2 separate regions of the Mus musculus genome follow, and region 2 is linked to region 1. A link is a contact called in public ChIA-PET data. All regions are on one chromosome and are shown on one strand. The core of a region is the stretch at or near the end of the contact, and the rest is flanking DNA. Distances in the headings are between cores, read along the strand shown.

Region 1 (6,705 bases), core at 40-2,539:
GATATCACCAACTTCATAGGGGTTGCCTGAAAGTTAAATGGGACATAACAGCGCAAGCTCTTAAAAGCCAATGCTCGGTGATTGATTATGGAAGCGCTTCAGTAGATTTTTTTTTTTTTTTTTTGAAAAGCTTTTTGCATAGCTCAGTGAAGCCTATCAGGTAATAGTTGGAGATCTTTTGTGACAAGGAGCACAGCACTCCCTTCCTTTCCCCACATTCTCCTGTCTTAGCCTTCCAGACTACCACGGAATTATGAGTGAATCTACACCTATAACTATTCACCTTTCCCCCATAACCTACACATCTTCTTTTCTCTTGAATTATTATTTCTGAATCTGATATATAATCATTTAAAAGTTTGGGCCTCTAAGGCAAAATGGGATGATAGGAAGAGGCTTCTTGCACTAAAATCTTAGGGTAATACCTAGATGATGTTTTTCTCCAGTAAACAGTAATCTTTAGTGCCTCTGGTTAATATCAGAGGTAGGCTCCTCATTTAACACAACGCCGTGTGCTTTAAATCCAGGGACCCTTAAAATTAGACTTTGACAAAGGCTGCCAACCCAGGACTCAACTTAATGGTGACCAAGAATGTATACATCTTCCACGGGTGCCCCAAGAGATAAAAGTCAGAAGGTGGGGACTGAGGCGTCATTAAAATTACTAATGGTTTCCTTCACTAGTGGCTCACATGTTTAAAAACAGTGTTTATGTATAGTTGTTTTCTGTCTCCTTGGCTAGTTTGTAGTTTAAGTACTGATAAAGTTCTAAAGTATATTAAATTTTTTATTTTTAAAAACAAACACGTGCCAAGGGGAAAGTTTCCTGAACTGGGGATGCTCAGATGCGGCGTGGCTTGGGCAAGAGGCTGGAGCTGCCTGCCCCTGCTGATGTTTTAGTACAACACGGCGGGGAAGCGAGCACAGCCTCACCAGGGTCCTCGATGGCACTTCTAACATCACTGGACCTAAAGGCAGCGAGGTCGGGCTATGGGCCTCAAAACTGGGAGGAACAGGGTGAACCCCAAAGCCACAGCCTCTGAGGGCGCCCGAAGGCTCAGGCGAAATTGGGTCCGGGAGAGCCCGGAAGAAGGCGCGAGGCTGAGCCTGCCCGTCGACCTCCAGGAGAGCGCGGGTGCCGGTGGGGGTGGGGGCGGGGGTCCCGGCACCGGAAGGTCTTACATCAGCCAGCCCACGTGCGACCCGAGGGCCAGGAGGCGCGCGCGACCCGGGAGGCGGCGCCGCAGTCCGGGCTGAGCTTAAGGCGGGTCCCGCCCCGCCCTCCGTGCGCCTCCCAAGTCCGCGCTGCAGCCCGGGCTCCCGAGCCGAGCGGCGCCGCGCAGGGCCGAGTGGAGCCGAGCAGCCGCCGCGTCGCGTCGCCGGTTTAAGCGCAGTGCGGGGCCTTGGCCGGGGGCGGCGGTAGTGAGGCCAGAGCCGCGCTCCAGCCCCCTTTTCCCTCCATGGTTTCTCTCCGCTCCCGCGAGTAACTTGGCTCCGGGGGCTCCGCTCGCCCGCACGCCCGCACGCCGCCCGGGGACCACGCCGCCGCCTCCTCCAGCCGCCTCCCTCCGACGGCCCTCGCCGCGCAGGCCGGGTCGCCTCTCCCCCCTCCGCCCCCGCCGCGGAAAGTTAAGTTTGGAGAGGGGGGACGAGGGGAACATGGATATGAAGAGGAGGATCCACCTGGAGCTGAGGAACCGGACCCCGGCAGCCGTAAGCAGAACCCCTCGGGCGCCCGCGCCCCCCGATGACTTGCAAGTAATGGTGGCCACCTGCGGGCCACCGGGCTCCGGCCGCGGCGCGGGGAAGGCGCTGCTCGCAGCTCGGACGGGGACAGGGAAGGCGGGCGGAAGGCGCGGAGGGGGGAGCGAGCGCGCGGGCTTTAACTCTTTGGCGCCCGCGGGCCCCCGCGGCCACGGGGAGGACGGCGGGTGGAGAAGCAAACTTTGAGCCGCTCGCCCGCCCGGTCCTCTCCCGGAGGGAGCGCTCGCGCGTGTGGCCGGCGGCGAGGGCGGGCGCGGGGGTTGTGTAACGCTGGGAGCCATGTTTGCAGCCTCCCGGGATGCGCGGCCGGGCGGAGGCCGGGCCTGCCGAGGCGCCGCGCCGCCGCCAGGCCCGCCGCGGGGCCGGGCCGGGTTCCATGCGCCCCGCGGCCGACAGGGCCTCGCCGCCGAGGAGGGTGTTCGGGTCCCTGAGGGGGGCGCGGAGCCCCCCTCGGGCGCGGCCTGGCGCGGAACGGGGGAGGGGCGGGCCTGGCGGCGGAGGTGGCGCAACCGCCGCCCCTCCCGAGGCCAAGTTTGAAAAAAGGATGCGCTTCCCGCCATTTTTTCAAGCCTAAAAAAATCCAACTTTGCCCCTCCTTTGCCCGGCTCGCCTTCGCCCTCGGCCTTGCCCACGCGGGCTCCCCGGGCCAGCCGGCCCGGCACCGTCACCGCCGCGGTGGCTTCGCCCTCCCCCGCGCCGCCGCCCGGGGCCTTGCCCGAGAGGGAGGCCGGCCCCTCGGTGTGGGCGGCCGGCGGCTCCGCGCGCCAGCCGGGGCGCGCCACAGCGCCATGTTGGCGGGCGCCGTCTTCCTCCGCCGGGTGAGCCGGCCGCCCTCGCGCTGCCTGTCGGTCCCCGGGCTGCCCCCGCCCCGCGGGGCTCGTCTCCGCGCGCACTGGAAGCGCGGCGCTCGGCCACCGCCGCCTCGTCCCCTCGCGGGCGCCCTCCCCCTTCTTAAAAGGGCAACGGTGGCCGACGCGGGGCTGGGGCGGCCTGGGCCCCGCACGTGCTCCACGCGGCGGCCTCTGCGGCCGGCTGTGCGCAGGCCGCGGGCCCGACGCCGCTCTCGTGCGCTGCGGCGCGCGTGGGCTCGACCCTGGGCCCACGAGGTCGAGCGGGACAGGCGGCCTGGGCTGGCGCCCTCAGGTGACTATGGCTAACAAGTTGGGAACTTGTGGCGGTGGCGTGCCCGAGGCTTTGTGTTTGGAAAGGCCTGCCACAGGCCTTGAGGTCGGCCCCGCAGAAGTGTGGGGCGGTCCCTGAGGACTGATTGGGTGGTGTCCCTGTTCCCGGGGCCCTGAACATTTCACCGGCACGTGTCCCTTCCATCCCTCCGTCAGACATTTTGTGCCCACCACGTGCTGGGAAATTGAGTTGTTAGACCATCTTCTTCCTTGAACTTGAAACGATGAGTTCATGCCTTGAGCTTTTCACTCTAGTCAGCCACAAAAATCAATAGAGTAGGAAGTAACTAAATTTAGGTAGAGTACTCATTTTCACCTTAAATCCTCTTGACTACGTCTGGCCAGAGCCATGGAATTAGACGTGAATTAGGGACTACACTTTTAAAGCGCCCACAAGCAACAAGTGGTTGATGGAGAAAGCACTGGGCCCCCTTGTTCTCTTGAACCACTGATTTATTGCGTTTTCAGCTTACAGTATGGCAGGGCCCGACAAACCTGCGGAAACGAGTGTCCCCTGCCCTCCTGGTCCTCGGACTTGGGAGGGCACGCTACCTCCTTTTTGTACCTTGGCAGATTAGAGGGTCCTTGAGTAAGTGTCCTTTTGAGATAGCCACCAAGAGTATGAGGATGTGGAGGGCAAGCTACTTAGAGGGAGCCAGGCCATTGGTAGATGCTTATTTAGAAAAAACTTTGAACCCCAAACTGGAGGAGTTGAAGGGAAAATTGCTGCAGGTTTTTGTTTTTTATTTGTTTGAGACAGGGTCTTTCAAGCAGTACGAAGTCTATGCTGACTTCTAACTTGCTATCCCTCTGCCCTAGCCTCCTGAGTACTGGTACCATCACACCTGGAAATTTGGGGGGGGTCTTGTGTTTTGCATGCAGTGTCATAGGCAAATGAGAAGTTTCAACCAAGATGGTGCTTTTTAAATGAACTCATTCTTCTTGAGCGTGCTGGTGCTCTGATTCAGTACTCAGGAGGCAGAGGCAGGCAGATCTCAGTCAGTATGAGGCCAGCCGGGTCCTGCGGTGTGTCCTTGCCTCAAAAACAGAACCCTCAGCTCTTTGTATGCTGTAATAGCCTAGAACACACTGCAGAGACCTTTGGTACTTAGAACTGATGGGTTGAGTGAGCCTTAGGACACTACAGACTTGTGGGGGTGTTGGAAAGCTGTCTCCAGTTAAATGTACTGTTAAAGTTGACTGAGATAGAAGTTAGATATAAGAGTGGAGGTTTGATATTTAAATACACATTGGTGCCTAAAAAACCTAAGTGGGTTGTATGCACTATGGTGTTCTTCTAAGGCTTGGGCACATCCTGGTAACATTTCTATACCGGCTGGTGGTTTCCTCCTAAGTTCTTAGGCCTGAGATAAGCTCAGGTTCATATGCTGCACCTGTTACTGGTGAACATTGGCGTGCTCTTTTCTTTAGGGGAGGCTTTGAAATACTTAATTCCAATTTTTTCAAAGTCCAGACTAGCTCTTGCAGTAGTGAGTTTTCACAGTGGGGGAAATGGCAGAAAATGACATCGCACCAAAAAAGCAAAAGTAAATGCCATTTCAAAGATTTTTATGGGCAAGAATAGAGTTTTGGGGCTGCTGGAGATTGAACCAAGGGCATATGTTCTATCAATAACCTTCCAGTCTTATCCTTTAGTAGCTTTAGTTTGTGGAAAATACCATACACTGGGTGGGGGTGTCTCCATGGTAGACCTGACTCAGCATTGTATGAGGCCATTGGTTCATTCCCCAGATTGCCACCCTCCAAAATAGGATTGAAGTGTGTATACTAAGAGTTTTCAGGGTTTGCGGATTAGCACAGTGATAGATCATTAGCCTTGTAAGCTTGAGGCCCTGGGTTCAGTCCTTGGCTCCAGGGGCACCTGGAGGGTTCACTGAGAATAAATTGAACATACTATGTATGCCACAAAAATTGCTGGCAGACAGTAGCAAGATGCAACCTCGGGCATCTGTGAGGTACTCAGTTACCCATTGCGCACTGACAGCCTTCAAGCCAGCCGTCTATTGGTTTCCTTCAGTTAGGAAACCAAGTAGTTTCTTATTGGAGTGTGTTGTTTTGTTTTTAATTCTGCCCCTCCCCACCCTCCTGTGAAACCTTGATATGCTGTGTGCTTACACTGCTCTTTAGTCTGTCTTTCCACCCAGTTCACTGGGGGAAACAGACCTCCTTAGCTGTCTTTTTTTTTTTTTTTTTCCTTCTCCTCCTGTTGTGGCCCCCACCCCAACTTTTGACATCTGTTGTTTAGTGTGATATAATTCTGAGCTCGATGGAATATTCTAATTGGTTGCATAGCAACTAATTGGGGTTTTCTTTTGTACAATAATACATCTTTAGAGAAAAGGAGATGGAGACAAGCAAAAAAGGTTGATAAAGATACACGGCATAAACTTAACCTTACGTCTGTGCATTTTGGTAGTGTTAGTCTATAAAATTGCTTAATTTCTTATTTTTCTTTGGACCATGTTATAAATGTGTACTAGCTGGCTGCTTTAAAGAGGAGCCCGGGTGATTGCCTTTATCTGTTACTTAATATTTTATATCAAATGCCTTTCCAGATTGTTCTTTTATCTACCCTTAGGGCACAGGCATTTTCTTCTGGGGTGGAGTGCCTTCTCAACTTTTCTGCCACCCAAATACATTGAGGGACTGCTACTATATGAGCCTAATGTGCTTATTGTTGTTTATCTTTGGATTTTAACTCTTTAATTGCATATGTGCATGAAGTCAGAACACAACTTGTGGGAGTTAGGTCTCTCCTCCATGTGGGTCTCATAGTTAGGCTTGGCATCAAACATTCCTGCTGCTAAGTCCTGTTGTCCTGGCTCTCCTAGAAGCTGCTGTGTAGAGCGGCCTTTCCTTAAACTCAAATTCACCTGCTCCTGCCTCGATCCCTGACTCAGTCTCATTTTGTAGCTGGGGATGGGTGGCCTTTAGCTTCCCATTCCTTTCCCCTTCCAAATTCTGAGATCAGAGGTCAGCATTACCTGGGGGCTTAGCATAGCAAGCAAGCACTCTTCTGACTGAGCGAGTGCCTTTCCCAGCCCCTTTTTTGTTTTATTTTTCAGACAGGGTTTATTTTCTTTAGCCCTGGCTGTCCTGGAACTCTTAACTAGGGATCTGCTAACTAGGGATCCTCCTGGCTCTGCCTCTCAAGTACTAGGTTTATAGGTGTGTGCCATCGTGACTGACTAGCCTTGTCACTTTATTGTGGCTTTGGGATTGAACCCATGGCTCCCAGCATGCTGGGTTAGCAAGACACTCAGCTCTACCCCCTGCCCTTGAATTCTTCATTTTTGAAATTAAGAAATGTGTGTCCTACAAAGTTCTTGGTCAGAGGACAACTGAGAGAATCTTAATCTCTTCTGTGTGAGTTTGCGTTTTGGGGTATTTAGTGTAGGGCAGTTTCTTTCATAAAACAGGTTTATTTAGTACACTGCAGAGACAAGCAGGCATGGCAGTAACAGCACTGTTTACTTAGTATTTTTCTAATTAGAAGGATTGGACATTATCCTTTTGTGTGTGGCACAGAGCTGGAATTCCAGCACTAGGTAGGATTGCCATGTGAAGATAGTGGTGTAGACAGAGGTTGGTGATGGACTTTGCAAATCTCAGAGCCAATCTCCAGTGACATACTTCCTCCAACAAGGGCTTACCTGCCTCTTAATCCTCAAGTAGTGGCCACTCTGGTGACCAAGCATTCAAATATGTAAGCCTGTGGGAGTCTTTATACTCAAACCAC
Region 2 (6,634 bases), core at 1,808-4,307, 300 kb before region 1:
ACATAGAGTGTTAAGAATCCAGTGTTTACCATTGTAAATACATACCAGCTGGAGATCATGTGATCAAGTTAGGACCCATATTAGGATATAGGATTAAAGCCTTGGTCTTTTGTGATTGCCACAGTAGGCTTGCATTCTCTTGTCCCCTGCAACCCTGTAGCTATATAAATTTATTTGCACAGCCATCTGCCAAGATTGCCTTTCCTGTCCCTCCTGAGAGCTTTCCTCACCCTTTATATCTTTGCCCTTTTTTTCCTTATTGTTCTTTTTTATTGTCCCTGGTGTCCCCCAAGGGCACTTTGTAATTTACCTTTTAGTGCAGGAGTTAGTTGTCCCTTTCTGTTTAGAGTATGTTTGTCCCAAGTAGGCTGAGTTCCCTAAAACAGTACCTGAATACTGTTTACTTAGCCTAGCACACACTGGACACCCAACAAATCTTTTACTTAAAGCTTGCATTTCTACATTTCAGCAAAAATTATTCTAGCCAAATAGAAAGACCAATCTACTTGAGTAGCATGGAGTTACTAGAGTATTTGGATGTCTGGGTGCTTACTGTAGCGTGGCCAGGTATACTAATGGGCATGAGCTGTCCTCCACTGCAAGTGTGATTATGGGCACTGAAATCTGAATTCATGCCATTTTGTGTAACTATTGTCTTAAGCCTTAAATTTAAAGACTCCTTAGCTGACAGGTTACACAAACAACAAGATAGTAAGCTAAATACCTGTCTGGGTTGTAGTTTTGTAGGCTGATAAAGGCTGTTTATTTTCTAACTGTTATTAAAGACTCTTGGGTGTAATGCAAATATCCTTTACCCTCACAGGTCCGTTTTCTGTCTGATCTTGTGAATTGTCATGTGATCGCTGCCCCGTCTATGGTTGCTATGTTTGAGAATTTTGTAAGTGTAACTCAGGAAGAAGATGTGCCTCAAGTAAGCACCTTTGTATTGACTCTTTTCTCTGCAGCGCTGCTGCTAGCCTTTTTGTTTTTGTTTTCCCCACTGATAACAGCAGTAAATGAAATGCAATAACATCATCACACTGTAATGCTTAATATCTTAAGGGCAAGGCAGCTGGCTTAGTTGATATCTTTGTGTTAATTCAAATGATTTTAATAAGATTAGAAATATATATTTGGCCAACCAAAGAATACACGTGGAGGGACCCATGGCTCCAGCCGTATATGTGGCAGAGGATGGCCTTGTTGGACATCAGTGGGAGGAGAGGCCCTTGGGCCTGAGGGTGTTCGATGCCCCAGTGTAGGGGAATGCCAGGGAGGGAAGGGTGGGTGAGTGGGGAACACCCTCATAGAGGCAGGGGAGAGGATGGGACGGGGGTTCCGAAGGGGAGACCTGGAAAGAGGAAAACATTTGAAATATAAAGAAAATCATATATATATATAATTCTTGTTAGCCAGATATTTTATTTAAGCCCTATTAAAAAGTCTCCCCAGTATTGCATTTATGAATAAAAAAGATGGGGGGAGCTGTGTGGCTCAGTTATAGAATGCTTGCCTACCATCTAACCATGGAAAGAATAGTTAATAAATAAAATTGACTAGCATGTATTTTTTTTTTAATTGCCCTTTTAAACTTGTTCAGGTGCGACGGGATTGGTATGTGTATGCGTTTCTGTCATCCTTGCCCTGGGTTGGAAAGGAGTTGTATGAAAAAAAAGATGCAGAAATGGACCGAATCTTCTCCACCACTGAAAGCTATCTCAAGTAAGGCCTCGCTCGCCCGTGCTTCCTTGTTTGCATGAAGATGTCCTGTTGATGCAATAAATGCCTTAAGTTCTCTGTTGGCAATAACACCACTTCATTTCCACTTTTAAAAAACAAAACAGAACCATCAGGTTATAGAAAATGTTCATTTAATTTCATTCTCCTGCTGCCATAACTCACTAAGACCTCAGTACTTTGTTAGAGCGACAAGTTGGTAACGAGTCTTTTAAGCTGTTTTCATATGGTCATGATAGAACACTGCAGTATAACAGCTCCTCTAGCTAGAGTTCTAGTGTTCGTAAGCTCAGAGTCACCTGTGGCTCAAAGTTACCCCTCTGCTAGGCTACTGAGTTGACTGGCAGAAGTTCAGACATGTTACTGATGTGTTCTGAATAGGAGCACTGCCCTGGCACAGTTTTATTTCATACATGTTAATTCTAAGCCAAGCCCTTCCCCAGGCCAGTGTGAAAAACAAGCTTTATTTTATTAGGTCCAATCAAACAATGGGCCTTATTAGTGAGCGTCCCTAGTTAGTTCACACCAATTATGTCATTAGACAGTGAATGGCCCTGAGCTCCTTCGGCTTCCATAGACCGACTTCTGTCATACTTCTTTGAATACCGTTAACATTGCTTTGTTTGGTGCAAATGAACATGACATCTAAAGACTTTTTTTACATATCTGTGTGCATGTAAATGTGACTGTGGAGACACATGCTGATCTTACACAGATGTCAGTAACACAGTGTGTGAACACTTACTTGCATGCATATGCACTTATTTCCATGCTTTTTTCTTTGCAGTTATATAAAAGCACATGGTTCCATCTGATTGGGTTTATTAACAGTATTATTATTATTTTTTTGAAATAGGACATAATTTCTCTTTATTAGTCCACACTATGTGGATATTTATTCTGTGCAGGTTCCTGGTACGATAAACAAGATGGGAATATTCTTGTGTATATGTGTGCACATATATTTGCAGCTGTATTTATGGGGATATGAATTCATGGAAATGACATTGTTGGGTAAACATTCAGAACAGTTGAGATTTTGACAGACATCGTCAGATTTGCCATCAGTGTTTGAGATACAGAAATACCTATATCCTGATGATCTGTAAGCCATTATCAAAAATGTTAATCTGCTGATCTGATGGACAGAAATGTTTTTCATTGTTTTAGTCAATCACGAGAACCATTGAATGGCTTTTACGTTTTAAATCCTAAGTGTAGACTTTCCTTTTATCTTTAGAAGACGCCAGAAGACTCACGTGCCCATGTTACAAGTCTGGACTGCCGACAAACCACATCCACAGGAAGAGGTGAACTGATTTCCATCTTGTAATGTAAACCTAGTTCTTGAGTAGATTCTTACCTCTGTAACGTGCTTAAACTGAGTCAGTGACATGGCTCGGTGGGTCAAGGTGCTGCCGCCAACCTGGCCCGGCACTGGGTTCCCAGGACCCACACTGTGGAAGAAGGAACCTGATTCCTAAAGGTTTTCCTCTGAGCTCGTATGTGCTCTGTGGATTGTGTGCTGCACAAATGAGTAAAACTACAACCTCAGACAATGTTCAGCCTGTTGTACTTGTACGTCTTAGCTGGGTTTCTAAATACTTGAGCAAGGAGTTCATTTCCTCAGAGTCTGAAGCATAGAGGGGCTAGTTAGTAGATGTTAGAATGTAATTGAAACAGCCCCTTGCTTTTTAGAATACCAATTTCCAAAGACTTGACAAGTTTTATATCGAAATACTCAAGTAACAACTCCAGGTGTGCTTCTGAAAACAAACTGCTTCAGTAGAAAGGACAGTGGGCCTGCTCAGTAGTTGAGGACGGCCCGAGAGAGAGCTGGGGGCTACAGGAGAGTGAGTCTGCTCAGTAGGTTGAGGGTGGCCTGAGATAGAGCTGGGGACTACAAAGGGAGAGCAACACCTGACAGGAGCTGTCCTCTGACCTACATGTGACTCTGTAGCAAGTGTGTGCACATTAATGTAATTTAAGATTTTAAATAAAAACAGAAACTTAATACCATTCCTTACTACTGTATGAAATACTAAACTAGTTCACTTTGCTGTGCATTAGATGGTAGGCTTTTCTGTATTGTTTAGCCAAAATGTATCTATTAAACATTAAAATCTCTTTTTAGTATTTAGATTGCCTGTGGGCCCAGATTCAGAAATTGAAAAAAGACCGGTGGCAGGAGAGGCACATCCTAAGACCCTACCTTGCCTTTGACAGCATCCTCTGTGAAGCTCTGCAGCACAACCTGCCTCCTTTCACACCGCCGCCCCACACAGAGGACTCCGTGTACCCGATGCCCAGGGTCATCTTCAGGATGTTTGACTACACAGACGACCCAGAAGTACGTGAGTGCCGGACACCTCCAGGGAAAGCCTGGCCTGAAGCTGCACTTGTGACTTCGTTTCCTTTGACTAATATTTTGAGACAGGGTTCTTTCTCTGGAATCCAGATTGGCTTTGAGTTTACAAATTCTCGGATCTCAGCCTTTCAGGAGCTGGGATTACAGACTTGTACCACTTTGCCCAGCTCTGAAATTACCTTTGAAACTTCAGGTTTTTGTTTTTGTTTTTGTAACATAAGAAGATTGGAAATCAATTTAGTGTTTTAATTCAGCAAACTTATATCTCATTGTTTTAACAGTCTAGAGGGTTAAGTTGAGAGTCAAGTTAGCTAGCATTTTCATGCAAATACTACCTGGGCCCACATGGGAGTAATTTCCTTCTTTTGCCTTGTCCTTGTATCTCTAGGCAGGTTAAATTATTATCACATGTAAGATACCTTGAACAATGACTCTTCTAGTGAGGGCTCAGTTTTAGCTGTAGGGTAGGGGTGTGTTGTGTGCTTGGGGTAGCCAGAGGTTGGCTCCAGCTGCCAGTCATTGCTCTTCGCCTTTGCGGGATGGGTTGGCAAGGTCTTTCAAAGAACCTGGAGCCCACCATTGTAGCTACACTGAATGGCTCCTAAGCCCTACAAATCTCCCTATCTTGAGGTTCCCACAATGCTGGGGATAGAGGTACATGCCACCTGGTCTGGGGGTGCTTCCACTGAGCCATCTCCCGGGCACCATGTTTAGTCAACGTTTAGTGTATGTCTCTCTGCAGCCCAGTCCGTCTTCATTGTGACTATCCTCCTGCCTTGGCCTCTTGAATTCTGAGACAGTACTCGTGAACCATTGTGCTGCCTGTTTCAGCTTTTCCCCTGAGAAAGGGTCCCTCATAGCATTGTGTTTGCTATTGCACTTGAGGATGGTCTTTAACTTGTGACCTTGCCTCTGCCTCTGCCTCTCTGCCTCTGCCTCTGCCGATTACAAACATTCCCCACCACACCCAGTCTTACTTGTTGCTAAGAATTGAACCCAGGGCTTCGTGCATGCTAAGCAAGCTACTGACCAAGCTACATCTCAGTCCTATTTAGCTATTGTTAATATTAAAAAAAGAAAAAAGCTTCCTTTTCTAAATTGTCAATATTTTTAAACAACTCAGTTTACACTATTCGTATTGTACAATTTTTAAAAGTATTTTCATCAGCCTCCAAGTTAACATTCTAGTTTTACAATACTTTTTATGTTTTTTATTATGACGCTAAATTGTTGGCAACTCTTTAATAGAAAAACAAGATTTTTTGTGATATTTGATTTAAAAATTAATATTTACGCACATACTCATTATTTGTATCTCAGTGTGTATGTCTGCCTTGGGAGCAGGCAGCAAGCAGGTGACTACTAGATTGTTTCTGGAGAGAAGCTTAAGGTAGCAGACCTGCTGCGTGCTCCGCCCTGCTCGCATGTGGCAGATCAGCCTCAGCCCCAGCCCAGTAGGCTTGTCAGGGTGCGGGTTTGTGAACGAGCAGCCTGTGTACCATAAGGTGCTGGGCCTGGCTCTGCTTCTCTGGTGACCTGTGTCACATGAGTTTCATGCACCAAATTCTTGGAGAACAAAGGTATTCCAAGAGGGGCACTTTCAAGTCTGTGTTGTTGGCACAAGTGAAATATCAAGTATATGTAATCAAAACCAGCTGTCTTTGTAAGACGTGCCACTACACAGGACCTTTGGTTTGGTTTGGTTTTGATTTTGTTGTTGTTTATTTTTCTTAATTTTTTTTTAAAGAAAAGAATACAAACAAATATAGAGCCGAGATTCCAAATGCCTCCTTCCGAAGCTCACAGCCAACTTCTCCCTGGATCAGCCTGAAGCAGTAGCGGGAAGGGCTGGGTCAGGATCATTTAACCTCACACAGATCAGTTTAATGCCTCCCCTGAATGCTGGGGGACTTGATTGCCAAGTCTGCTATATTAAATAATAAGAAAGCACTTTGATTCAAAATTATATGATGACCTAATTAGGTTTATCAACTGAAAAATCTAGTTTATATTCATGCCATTTAGTCTTTGTGATCAGTTAATTACTAGTTGAGGTGAAGGAAACAAGAATTTGACCTCAGTATGTATTTCTCCTGTGCTAATTACATTTCCTTCTGTTGCTGTACACTGCCTGTCCTTCCTCTGTCACAGTATAAATACTCCAAAACAGTTACCTCAAAATAACATACTCTTGTTACTTTGATAGTGTCTTTTACAAGTGTTTATTAAATTTAGAGAGTGGGTGATGCTTCCGTGGATAAAAGCATGGGCCATGAAACCTGACCCCAGAGCTCCATCATTGTTGCCAGACCCCCATAGGAAAGAGAGCCAGTTACCCACAAGTGTTCTCTGCTCTCCACCAGAGCACCATGGCACACACCCATACACAATGCATGGATAGATGATAGATGGACGACATACAGACAGTGATGGAGCTTTTTAAATAAAATTGTAAAATGGTTCTGGTGTCATTACAGATATCTCAGGAGCACTATACACTCGATCTGTGGTAGTTATTTAGCACAACAG

What was found. ChIA-PET counts read pairs in DNA pulled down with a chosen protein or histone mark.
Region 2: an RNA polymerase II ChIA-PET map of memory CD8 T cells shows a contact between it and region 1, with 13 read pairs. The contact joins the enhancer-like site here to the promoter of Anp32b in region 1. A contact is called at or near these places in 14 of 39 promoter capture datasets (3T3-L1-derived adipocytes, the C10 cell line, the HPC-7 cell line and 9 more), 5 of 484 Hi-C or Micro-C datasets (CD4 T cells, the P5424 cell line, cortical neurons and 2 more), 2 of 115 datasets of contacts at active chromatin or transcription factors (effector CD8 T cells and memory CD8 T cells) and 2 of 9 other capture datasets (adipose tissue and pancreatic islet).

What each region holds. Positions count from the first base shown.
Region 1 is chr4:46,449,637-46,456,341 of GRCm38.p6, forward strand. Anp32b (acidic (leucine-rich) nuclear phosphoprotein 32 family, member B) reads left to right here and starts at 1,290. Exons shown (of 7, transcript NM_130889.3): 1 at 1,290-1,713. The coding sequence starts at 1,660.
Region 2 is chr4:46,149,039-46,155,672 of GRCm38.p6, forward strand. Ncbp1 (nuclear cap binding protein subunit 1) reads left to right here. Exons shown (of 23, transcript NM_001033201.3): 5 at 824-931; 6 at 1,601-1,722; 7 at 2,978-3,047; 8 at 3,872-4,087. Among named protein-coding and RNA genes, the nearest start is that of Ncbp1, 14 kb to the left of the region's middle. Within about 2 kb of position 3,058, at least 21 of the 459 cell types and tissues checked have an H3K27ac peak or open chromatin away from gene starts, as enhancers often do. A contact at or near this core is called in effector CD8 T cells and memory CD8 T cells, where this site is marked.